3 separate regions of the Mus musculus genome follow, and regions 1 and 3 are each linked to region 2. The links are chromatin contacts, called in public HiChIP or PLAC-seq and promoter capture Hi-C maps. All regions are on one chromosome and are shown on one strand. Each heading gives the region's core, a stretch centred on a gene start, on an enhancer-like site or on the middle of the called end of the contact. The rest is flanking DNA. Distances are from core to core; before and after follow the strand shown.

Evidence for each region. Promoter capture Hi-C pulls out the DNA fragments that hold promoters and counts their contacts. HiChIP or PLAC-seq counts read pairs in DNA pulled down with a chosen protein or histone mark.
Region 1: an H3K27ac HiChIP or PLAC-seq map of embryonic stem cells shows a contact between it and region 2, with 8 read pairs. The contact joins two enhancer-like sites. A contact is called at or near these places in 2 of 115 datasets of contacts at active chromatin or transcription factors (both in embryonic stem cells).
Region 3: a promoter capture Hi-C map of embryonic stem cells shows a contact between it and region 2, with 5 times the contacts expected there. The contact joins the promoter of Cwf19l2 here to the enhancer-like site in region 2. A contact is called at or near these places in 13 of 39 promoter capture datasets (the 3T3-L1 cell line, 3T3-L1-derived adipocytes, the C10 cell line and 9 more), 2 of 484 Hi-C or Micro-C datasets (cortical neurons and stem cell-derived primordial germ cell-like cells) and 5 of 115 datasets of contacts at active chromatin or transcription factors (embryonic stem cells, epiblast stem cells, large pre-B cells and 1 more).

The regions. Positions count from the first base shown.
Region 1 is chr9:3,374,969-3,378,104 of GRCm38.p6, reverse strand. The region is part of intron 10 of Alkbh8 (alkB homolog 8, tRNA methyltransferase); the gene reads right to left. Among named protein-coding and RNA genes, the nearest start is that of Gm23275, 19 kb to the left of the region's middle. Within about 2 kb of position 1,589, at least 8 of the 459 cell types and tissues checked have an H3K27ac peak or open chromatin away from gene starts, as enhancers often do. A contact at or near this core is called in embryonic stem cells, where this site is marked.
Region 2 is chr9:4,282,403-4,285,430 of GRCm38.p6, reverse strand. No RefSeq gene overlaps it. Among named protein-coding and RNA genes, the nearest start is that of Aasdhppt, 26 kb to the left of the region's middle. Within about 2 kb of position 1,345, at least 26 of the 459 cell types and tissues checked have an H3K27ac peak or open chromatin away from gene starts, as enhancers often do. A contact at or near this core is called in embryonic stem cells, epiblast stem cells, stem cell-derived epiblast-like cells and 1 more, where this site is marked.
Region 3 is chr9:3,402,278-3,405,369 of GRCm38.p6, reverse strand. Cwf19l2 (CWF19-like 2, cell cycle control (S. pombe)) reads right to left here and starts at 1,285. Exons shown (of 18, transcript NM_027545.2): 1 at 1,180-1,285. The coding sequence starts at 1,272.

The DNA.
Region 1 (3,136 bases), core at 340-2,839, 910 kb after region 2:
AATGCACTAAATAAACACAGAATATTAAAAGCAGTAAGGGAAAAAGGTCAAGTAACATATAAAGGCAGGCCTATTAGAATTACTCCACACTTCTCACCAGACACTATGAAAGCTAGAAGATCCTGGACAGATGTTATACAGACACTAAGAGAACACAAATTCCAGCCCAGGCTACTATGCAAACCTCTCAATTACCATAGATGGAGAAACCAAAGTATCCCATGACAAAACCAAATTCACAAAATATCTTTCCACAAATTCAGCCCTTCAAAGGATAATAATGGAAAAACACCAATACAAGGACAGAATATGCCCTAGAAAAAGCAAGAAAGTAATCCTTCAACAAACCTAAAAGAAGACAGCCACAAGAACAGAATCCCAAATCTAACAACAAAATAACAGGAAGCAACAATTACTTTACCTTAATATCTCTTAATATCAATGGACTCAATTCCCCAATAAAAAAAAACATAGACTAACAGACTGGCTACACAAACAGAACCCAACATTTTGCTGCTTACAGGAAACCCATCTCAGAGGAAAAAAACAGACACTACCTCAGAGTGAAAGGCTGGAAAACGATTTTCAAAGCAAACGGTCTGAAGAAACGAGGTGGAGTGCCATTCTAATATCGAATAAAATCAACTTCCAAAGTTATTTTAAAAAATAACTTTGAAGGGCCACTTCACACTCATCAAAGGTAAAATCTTCCAAGATGAACTCTCAATTCTGAATATCTATGTTTCAAATGCAAGGGCAGCCACATTCATTAAAGAAACTTTAGTAAAGCTCAAAGCACACATTGCACCTCACACAATAATAGTGGGAGACTTCAACACCCCACTCTCATCAATGAACAGATCCTGGAAACAGAAACTAAATAAAAACAAAGAGAAACTTATAGAAGTTATGAAACAAATGGATTTAACAGATATCTACAGAACATTTTATCCTAAAACAAAAGGATATACCTTCTCAGCACCTCATGGTACCTTCTCCAAAACTGACCATATAATTGGTCACAAAACAGGCCTCAACAGATACAAAAATATTGAAATTGCCCCATGATTCCTATCAGATCACCATGCACTAAGGCTGATCTTCAATAACAACATAAATAAAACAAAGCCAACATTCACGTGGATAACTTGGTCAAGGAAGAAATAAAGAAATTAAAGACTTTTTAGAGTTTAATGAAAATGATGCCAAAACATACCCCAACTTATGGGAAACAATGAAAGCATTCCTAAGAGGAAAACTCATAGCTCTGAGTGCCTCCAAAAAGAAACTAGAGAGAGCACACACTAGCAGCTTGACAGTACACCTAAAAGCTCTAGAACTAAAGGAAGCAAATTCACTGAAGAGTAGAAGGCAGGAAATAATCAAACTCAAGGGTGAAATCAACCAAGTGGAAACAAAAAGAACTATTCAAAGAATTAACCAAACCAGGAGTTGGTTCTTTGAGAAAATCAACAAGAAAGATAAACTGTAGCCTCTAACAAGCCTGAAGCAGGCTGAGCCAGACCTTGACTTTGTTGCTACTAAGGAGATCACCTAGGGTGGAGCCTGCCTCCCTGGATCACTCTATTGTTCAGCAACTGCTGCTGCTGCTACCTGCTGGGAGTCTGCCTAGCTGTTCCACAGTCTACATCTGATCCTACACTTGGTCACCTGCAGCTGGGCTCCGAGTATGATTTGGCAGGAATGGGCTTCCCCCCTCCTTTATAAAGCTTGTCCCCCATTAAAAATTTGAGCCTTGATCAGAATACTGTATTGGTTCCATATCTCTCTCTCTCTCTCTCTCTCTCTCTCTCTCTCTCTCTCTCTCTCTCTCTCTCTCTCTCTGCCTAGTTTCCTTTTCTTTCAGATCCAGGCTGCCTCCCAGGCTCGAAATCTTACATGAGAGCCTCAAGCCGGCCCCAACAATAAACCCTTAGCCAGACTCACTAGAGGGCACAGGGACAACATCCTAACTAACAAAATCAGAAATGATTTTGCTATACTCAACAAAACTGGAAACCTGCAAGAAATGGATTTCTAGACAGATTCCAGGTACTAAAATTAAATCAGGATCAGATTAACGATCTATACAGCCCCATATCCCCTCCCAACCAAAAGAAGCCCAGGACTGGATGGGTTTAGTGCAGAATTCTATCAGACCTTCAAAAAAGACCTAATTCCAACTCTCCTCAAACTATTCCACAAAATAGAAACAGAAGGAACACTACTCAATTAATTCTATGAAGCCACAATTACTCTGATACCTAAACCACACAAAGATCCAACAAAGAAAGAGAACTTCTGACCAATTTCCCTAATGAATATCGATGCAAAAATACTCAATAAAGTCCTCGCAAACCGAATCCAAGAACACATCAAAACAATAGTCCATCATTCCAGCGATTCAGGGATGGTTTAATATACGGAAATCCATCAACGGAATCCACTATATAAACAAACTCAAAGACAAAAACCACATGATCATCTTGTTAGATGCTGAGAAAGCATCTGACAAAGTCCAACACCCCTCCATGATAAAAAACTTGGAAAGATCAGGAATTCAAGGCCTATACCTAAACATAATAAAAGCAATATACAGCAAACCAGTAGCCAACATCAAAGTAAATGAAGAGAAGCTGGAAAGAATTCCACTAAAAGGCTGCCCACTTTCTCCCTACCTATTCAATATAGTACTAGAAGTCTAGCCAGAGCAATTAGACAACAAAAGGAGGTCAAGGGGATACAAATTCGAAAGGAAGAAGTCAAAATACCACTATTTGCAGATGATATGATAGTATATACAAGTGACCCTAAAAATTCCATCAGAGAATTCCTAAACCTGTTAACAGCTTCAGTGAAGTGGCTAGATATAAAATTAACTCAAACAAATCAGTGGGCTTTCTCTACACAATGGATAAACAGGCTGAGAAAGAAATTAGGGAAACAACACCCTACACAATAGACACAAATAATAGAAAATACCTTAGTGTGAAAGAAGGAAGTGAAATATCTATATGCAAGTCTCTGAAGAAAGAAATCAAAGAATATCTCAGAAGATGGAAAGATCTCCCATGCTCATGGATTGGCAGGATTAATATAGTAAAAATGGATATCCTGACAAAAGCAATCTACAGAT
Region 2 (3,028 bases), core at 96-2,595:
TTTTCATTCACACTCTTACCCCCTGTATATAATGCTCTATATACTTGTTTACATGGTCCACTGTTAATTTCGTTGTCTTCATTCAAATATCATCTTTTAAGTGTGTCACATTCTGTCAAAGTTTGTACACTACCATCTTTATAATTGCCAACATTTATGATCTTGCCTCTACTTTTATTCCTGTTACTTAACACTATAAAGTGGCACATGTTACTTTCTTCCCTATTAATTGCTCTATTCCATTTAGGGCTCTGGAATGCTTTTGTTTACTTCTACTTTCCTGTATCCAGAAGTTCAGTAACTGTTGAATGAGTAATTATTGGGGTTCTTTATTGGTTTTCTAGGGCTGTCGGGGCAGGGGAGAGGGGGACAAAACAAAACACTAAAGGCAGTTCATTCACAGCAGAAAACTTTGCTCATTGATGAAGAATGGAATTTTGAGATCAAGCCTGTAGTAGGGTTGATTTTTGAGACACCTCCTCCCACTGACTCATAGATCTAACCTTATCCTTGTGTTCCCAAATAGTTTTTCCTCTTTTTTGTTTGTTTGTTTGTTTGTTTTGTCTTTTGAGACAGGTTCTCTGCGCAGCCCTGCCCTGGAACTTGCTCTGTAGACCAAACTGGCCATGAACTCAGAGATTTGTTTGACTCTGTCTCCTGAGTTCTGGGCCAAAAGGCATTTGACACCACCACCTGGCATGCACTAGTTCCGTTTTTTTGTTTGTTTGTTTTTTGTTTTTTATAGGGACTATTAGGTCTTCTCATCACTGTGATTTAAAAGGGAAAAAAGGAAGAAAGCTTTATTTTACCTCATGGTTTCAGGGGATTCAGTTCATGGTTGGTAGACATCATGGAGAAATCAAGGAAAAGAAAGAGTAGCAATTATTCCTAAGGGACAGGAAGTAAGAAGAGGTTTCTCTAGACAAGGTCTGTTTTTTTCGGCCAGTCTCTGTCTCCTAAAGATGACACCTTCTCCAAATAGTGCCACCATAAGAGTTGGGGAAAGGGGTATTTCCCAATCAAACTGTGAGAGGGATGCTAGACCTACATAATGATAGCCTGTTCTAGTGAACTTAATTAACATTGAATTGCCCTGTTGTAAGCTGGCCCGCGGCCTACTTGAACCGGGTACACCTGGGAGGCAGGCTGGGGCTGAAAGAGACTAGAGTGCGAGAGAAATTAATGGAGACCAAGACAGGTTCTGTTCAAGGCCAGTTTACTAAGAGAGTATGCTTATAAGGGGGAAGGCCCATCCCCCACCAGTCCATTCTTGGTGTCTGGAGCCAGCCTTTTGGGGAGGTACAGGATAGGATGTTCCTCTGGAGTATCTCAGCGGCCTCTCAGCAGGTAGCAGTGTCTTGGAGGTGAAGTGGCGGGTGGAAGAACAATAGAGCCGTCTAGGCAGGAAGGCTCCACCCCAGGTGGTCTAATTCTCAGTGGCAATGGAGTCTGACCCAGCCTGCTTCATGGTGGGGGAGGTTACATTGCCCAATCTCCTTATATACTCCCAGATACACAAGAGTTACATAATATAGTCACTTGCAGATTTTTCTAATAGCTTCTTAGCTGGTGAGAGGAGGAGGCTTACCATGCCATTCTAATCTTATGAGAAAAGCTCTGACTACTTCATTGGACAAGACTGGAAACAGCTGCTGTTTCTTGTGGTTCCTGTGGAACCCACATGTCAATGTGTCACTGGCATGCAGGTGTGCGGATCTCTTCTGGACTGTAGGGCGCTCCTTGTGAATCTGATAAAGCCATGGACTCTTGTTTTGTTTTGATTTTTCAGAAAAAAAAAAAAGTGTATCTGTGTGCACTGAAACACCCATGCAAATCTTGTATTGTTAATATAAGAATTGAATGAATAATATATAAACATATAACATGCTTCTAATTCTTGTTGATACTTCCTCTGATTCTTTCTCCTGAAATTTGTTCTCCATTATTTGATCACATAATTTTTTGTAGCTTGCTGGGGACAACATACAATGACAGGGCCTACCTGCAGTAGGCCAGGATGGAGGCATCTTAGAAGCCCGCAGCAGCTCCTTGTAGAAAAGGATGGCTTCTGAAACCCTGAGAAGCAGGAAACACATCCCTTCGGGGGACCTGCCATCTGAAATAGGGGACTGCCTGCAGTAGGCTGGGATGGAGACATCTCAGTAGCCTGCGGCAGCTCTTTTTTTTTTTTTTTTTTGCGGGTGTGTGTGTGTATGTGTGTGTTTGAAGACAGGGTTTCTCCTAACCTTAGCCCTAGACTGCATGGATTTATTTGTGTGTGACTGCTTTTCAATTGTCCTTGCTATGGATAATTCTATTATATCTGACTTTCTTACTTCTTTTTCTTTCTGCTCTGGTGAATTCTGTGAATTTGGGTGTTCCTTGATGTAATGATTTTTAAAGAATTAAAAATTGAGGCATGAGACACTGCACAGTAAAATCTTAATGGCCCAGGTGCATGCTGTGTGTTCTTATCTTGGAAACAATGGAAGAGCTGCACAATGGTAGTTGCAGATTAATGCTTGACTTGCAAAGAAAGTTTGAAGAAACTTTAGAAAATGAAATGGAGCTAACAGGATCCCAAGAAAGGAAAAATTATTATTATTATTACTATTACTATTATATATTTTCTTTATTTAAATTACAAATGTTATCCCCTTTCCTAATTTCCCATCCGAACATCCCCTATCCCCCCTACCCACTCCCCAACCCACCCACTCCCATTCATGGTCGTGGCATTCCCCTATACTGGGGCATAGAGCCTTCACAGGACCAAGAGCCTCTCCTCCCATTGATGACCGACTAGGCCATTCTCTGCTACATATATAGCTAGAGCCACAAGTTACACCATGTGTTTTCTTTGATTGGTGGTTTAGTTTCAAGGAGCTCTGAGGGTACTGGTTAGTTCATATTGATGTGCCTCCTGTGGGGCTTCAGACCCCTTCAGACCCCTGGGTATTTTCTCTGGCTCCTTCATTGGGGACCTTGTGCTTCATCCAATGGATGACTGTGAGCATCCACTTCTGTA
Region 3 (3,092 bases), core at 36-2,535, 880 kb after region 2:
AGACAGTGCCAATACAATTGACTCAGAAAAGTTATCCTCTTAAAAAGAAAGAACCATATGGCTAATTTCTAGTCAGCAGTCAACAATAGTAATACAATGCAAGAAGTTTCTTCTGCTTTCTCATCCATCTGTCAAAATTCCTAAGCTGACTTTGGTCCTTATCAAACTGTATGTAGATTTGTCTAAAATTCTTCACAGCTGACAAAGAGTTTCTTCCAAAAACTGTTTGAAATATCAAACAGACAGTCATTATGATTATTCATTATATCTATTTTGAAATCAGCCAATATTCATGATGCTTTATCTGACCAAGACTAACTGCCCACCCATCCCCTTAAAATGTGACTGAAGGAAGGCATTACTCATTCTTCCTATTTATTTTCTACTCTCTATATGCATTTAAACTTATTTAAAATTCTTTTATCATAAAACAAAAAACCCAAAACATAGTCACGGAACATTCCGTTGTTCAACTACAAATTCATCTTTTTCACTGTCACAATTAATCAGGAATAACTGTCAATAACTGTTCAATAATTTACTTCTTCCGTTTTTATAAACTCCATACATTTCAATGTTAATGAGAATTCTGTTTCCAAAACCTGGGGTCGGGGAGCACATATTCTGAGTCTCTTATGCTAAAACAGTGTTTCAATCAGTAAAGGCTGGCCTAAGCCTGGAGTTGAAAGGAAAACGTGGAGGAAACACCAACGTATTCAAATGTGTCCTACTTCCAATAAGCCGGGGCAATGACTCATGCTTCGAATTAACTGGTAAGAAGAGTCCTCGGATGTGACACTGGACACAGAAACTGAGCAATCCAGGCGGCTGAAATATCAAGAGTGCTTAAAAACTAAGGAAACTGGAAGGAAACCAATCAATCTTTTTGCGGAGAGAAATAGCAAATGGAGCCGGTCCGAGCGTTTAGAAGACAACTGCATTGGAAAAAGACCAAAATCAGACAAGGTGAGATACCGAAGTAACGAGAGAAGTGAGTGGACTATCTCCCAGGATTCTCAAGTCCTACAACTTTTAAATAACATTCCGAAACCGTAAGATTTATAAAACGAAAGTATTTCAAGAACTAAATCTCGGAAAGCGATTACCTAGCATGCAGAAGCCCTTAGTACAACCCCAGTTTTAAAAAGGAAGAAAGAAAATTCTCCAAAGCCGGGATACCTGGCGTAACACCTCGGCCCTGGCATTACGGGTCTGTTCTTTTCGCTCTTCGATACTGCTAGCACTTTCAAATCTTACACTAAACGCCTCCATAGTTGTTGCCGTCGAAAAGCAAGGACGCCGTCGGGAAACCTCGGTTTACGACTGTCGTAATTTAGAAACCGAATCTGCATTTCAAAATAGTAGGGAAGGGGCGTTACTATGCCAACAGAGCAGGCGCAGTTCCGAATGTTTCGCCTGTGAAAGGTTCAGCGGAAACTTGTAGCCTGCTGGAGAGTTGATCTTTCAGATGTACTAGGTTCGCTAAGCGCTGAGTTAATATAAACATGCGTTATTATGAGCCCTGCGATATATTAACTCATTTCTCAATAGGACTCTTAAAACACTCCAGTAAGCTAGAAGTTACTTACTTCCCCCTTCTTGCCTGACTTCCTGTGACTGTGCATCAACCTGAAGGGAACCTGATCAGAAAGTCAGAACGTGGGGGGAAAAGGGAAAAACAAAAATTGCTCTTAAGAATCAGTATAGGGGCTGGAGAGATGACTCAGTGGTTAAGAGCACTGACTGCTCTTCCAGATGTCCTGAGTTCAATTCCCAGGAACCACGTGGTGGCTCACAACCCTCTGTAATGGGATTGAACGCCCTCTTCTGGTGTGTCTGAAAACAGTGACAATGTACTCATATAAGTAAAATAAGTAATTAAAAAAAAAAGTTCAGTATTTTTCTTTGATGGGTGTCTTGAAATATATTTAAAACTGGGGTAGAGAGATGGGTCAGTGATTTAGGTGCTAACTGTTCTTGCAAAGGACCTAAGGCCACATCCAGGAACTCACAGGGATCATCAAAACCATCTCTAGCTCCATTTCCAGGAGATCTCCCTCTTCTGGCCTCCACAGGCATTGCAACTACATGATGACATAACACTCATTAAATAAATAAATAAATAAATAAATAAATAATTCTTAATTATTTGGAGGTCAAGACTTGGTGTTGCACAAGCCTGGGTGCAGGAAGAGTCCTCATCACCCAGAAGAAAGATGCCTTGGTTGTGTGGTTATCTCTCATAAAGAAAAAACAGTGACCTCTGTTGTATTTATTGCATCTTGCATAATTAAGTCTCTGTATCAAAAGACTAGCCCCATCTGTGCTTCATTTGATTCGCCCACTAGGATAGAAACAGGAAAGTTGAAATAAGCCATTTCTATCTCCTTTTGCCCATATCAACTCAGCAAATTTAAGATGACAAACTTGAATGGTTACAACCCCTTTATTTGATTCATTATGTTTGTGAGGCAGCACTCCAGTTTGTGCATCTGAAGCAAGGATAACCAGCCAATTCAGAGTTGATAGGAAGGGCTAATATACCTGCCCACGCATTACCAAAGGCACTCAAAAAGACTTGCCATGAAATATTGAAGGCTAAACGCACTGATGATTTTCGAAAACCTTGCTTCTCCGTAGGGAGAGCTTTGAAATTTCTTTTGTTGTTGTTGTTGTTGTTGTTGTTGTTGTTGTTGTTGAGAAGCAATACTCATGAGTCCTTGTACCAAAAAGAGTCAAAAGAAATAAAAATATCAAGAAACTAATAACCAGATTTTGTTTCTTTCTCTCTTATCTTCTCATCCAAAGATACAATGGTGATGAGAGGACGGACTGATATTGTTATATCTAAGGTAGAGTAGACAGTCATACCCTGGCTAATAGTGAGGAGCAGACTGTATCCACATTCATTCTACAGGGCCTGCTCTGCTCCATCTGTGTAAAGAAAACCACAGGTAAGGCCTAAGCCCTGCTAGACACTAAAATGTCCTCTGTGAGGACAGTCTAGGTGCAGACATGCTGAAATCTGGCCTTCTAGTGAGTCTAGGAATGTGTCATGCATATCAGTTAGCCTTTCACTGTGCTTTTAAAAA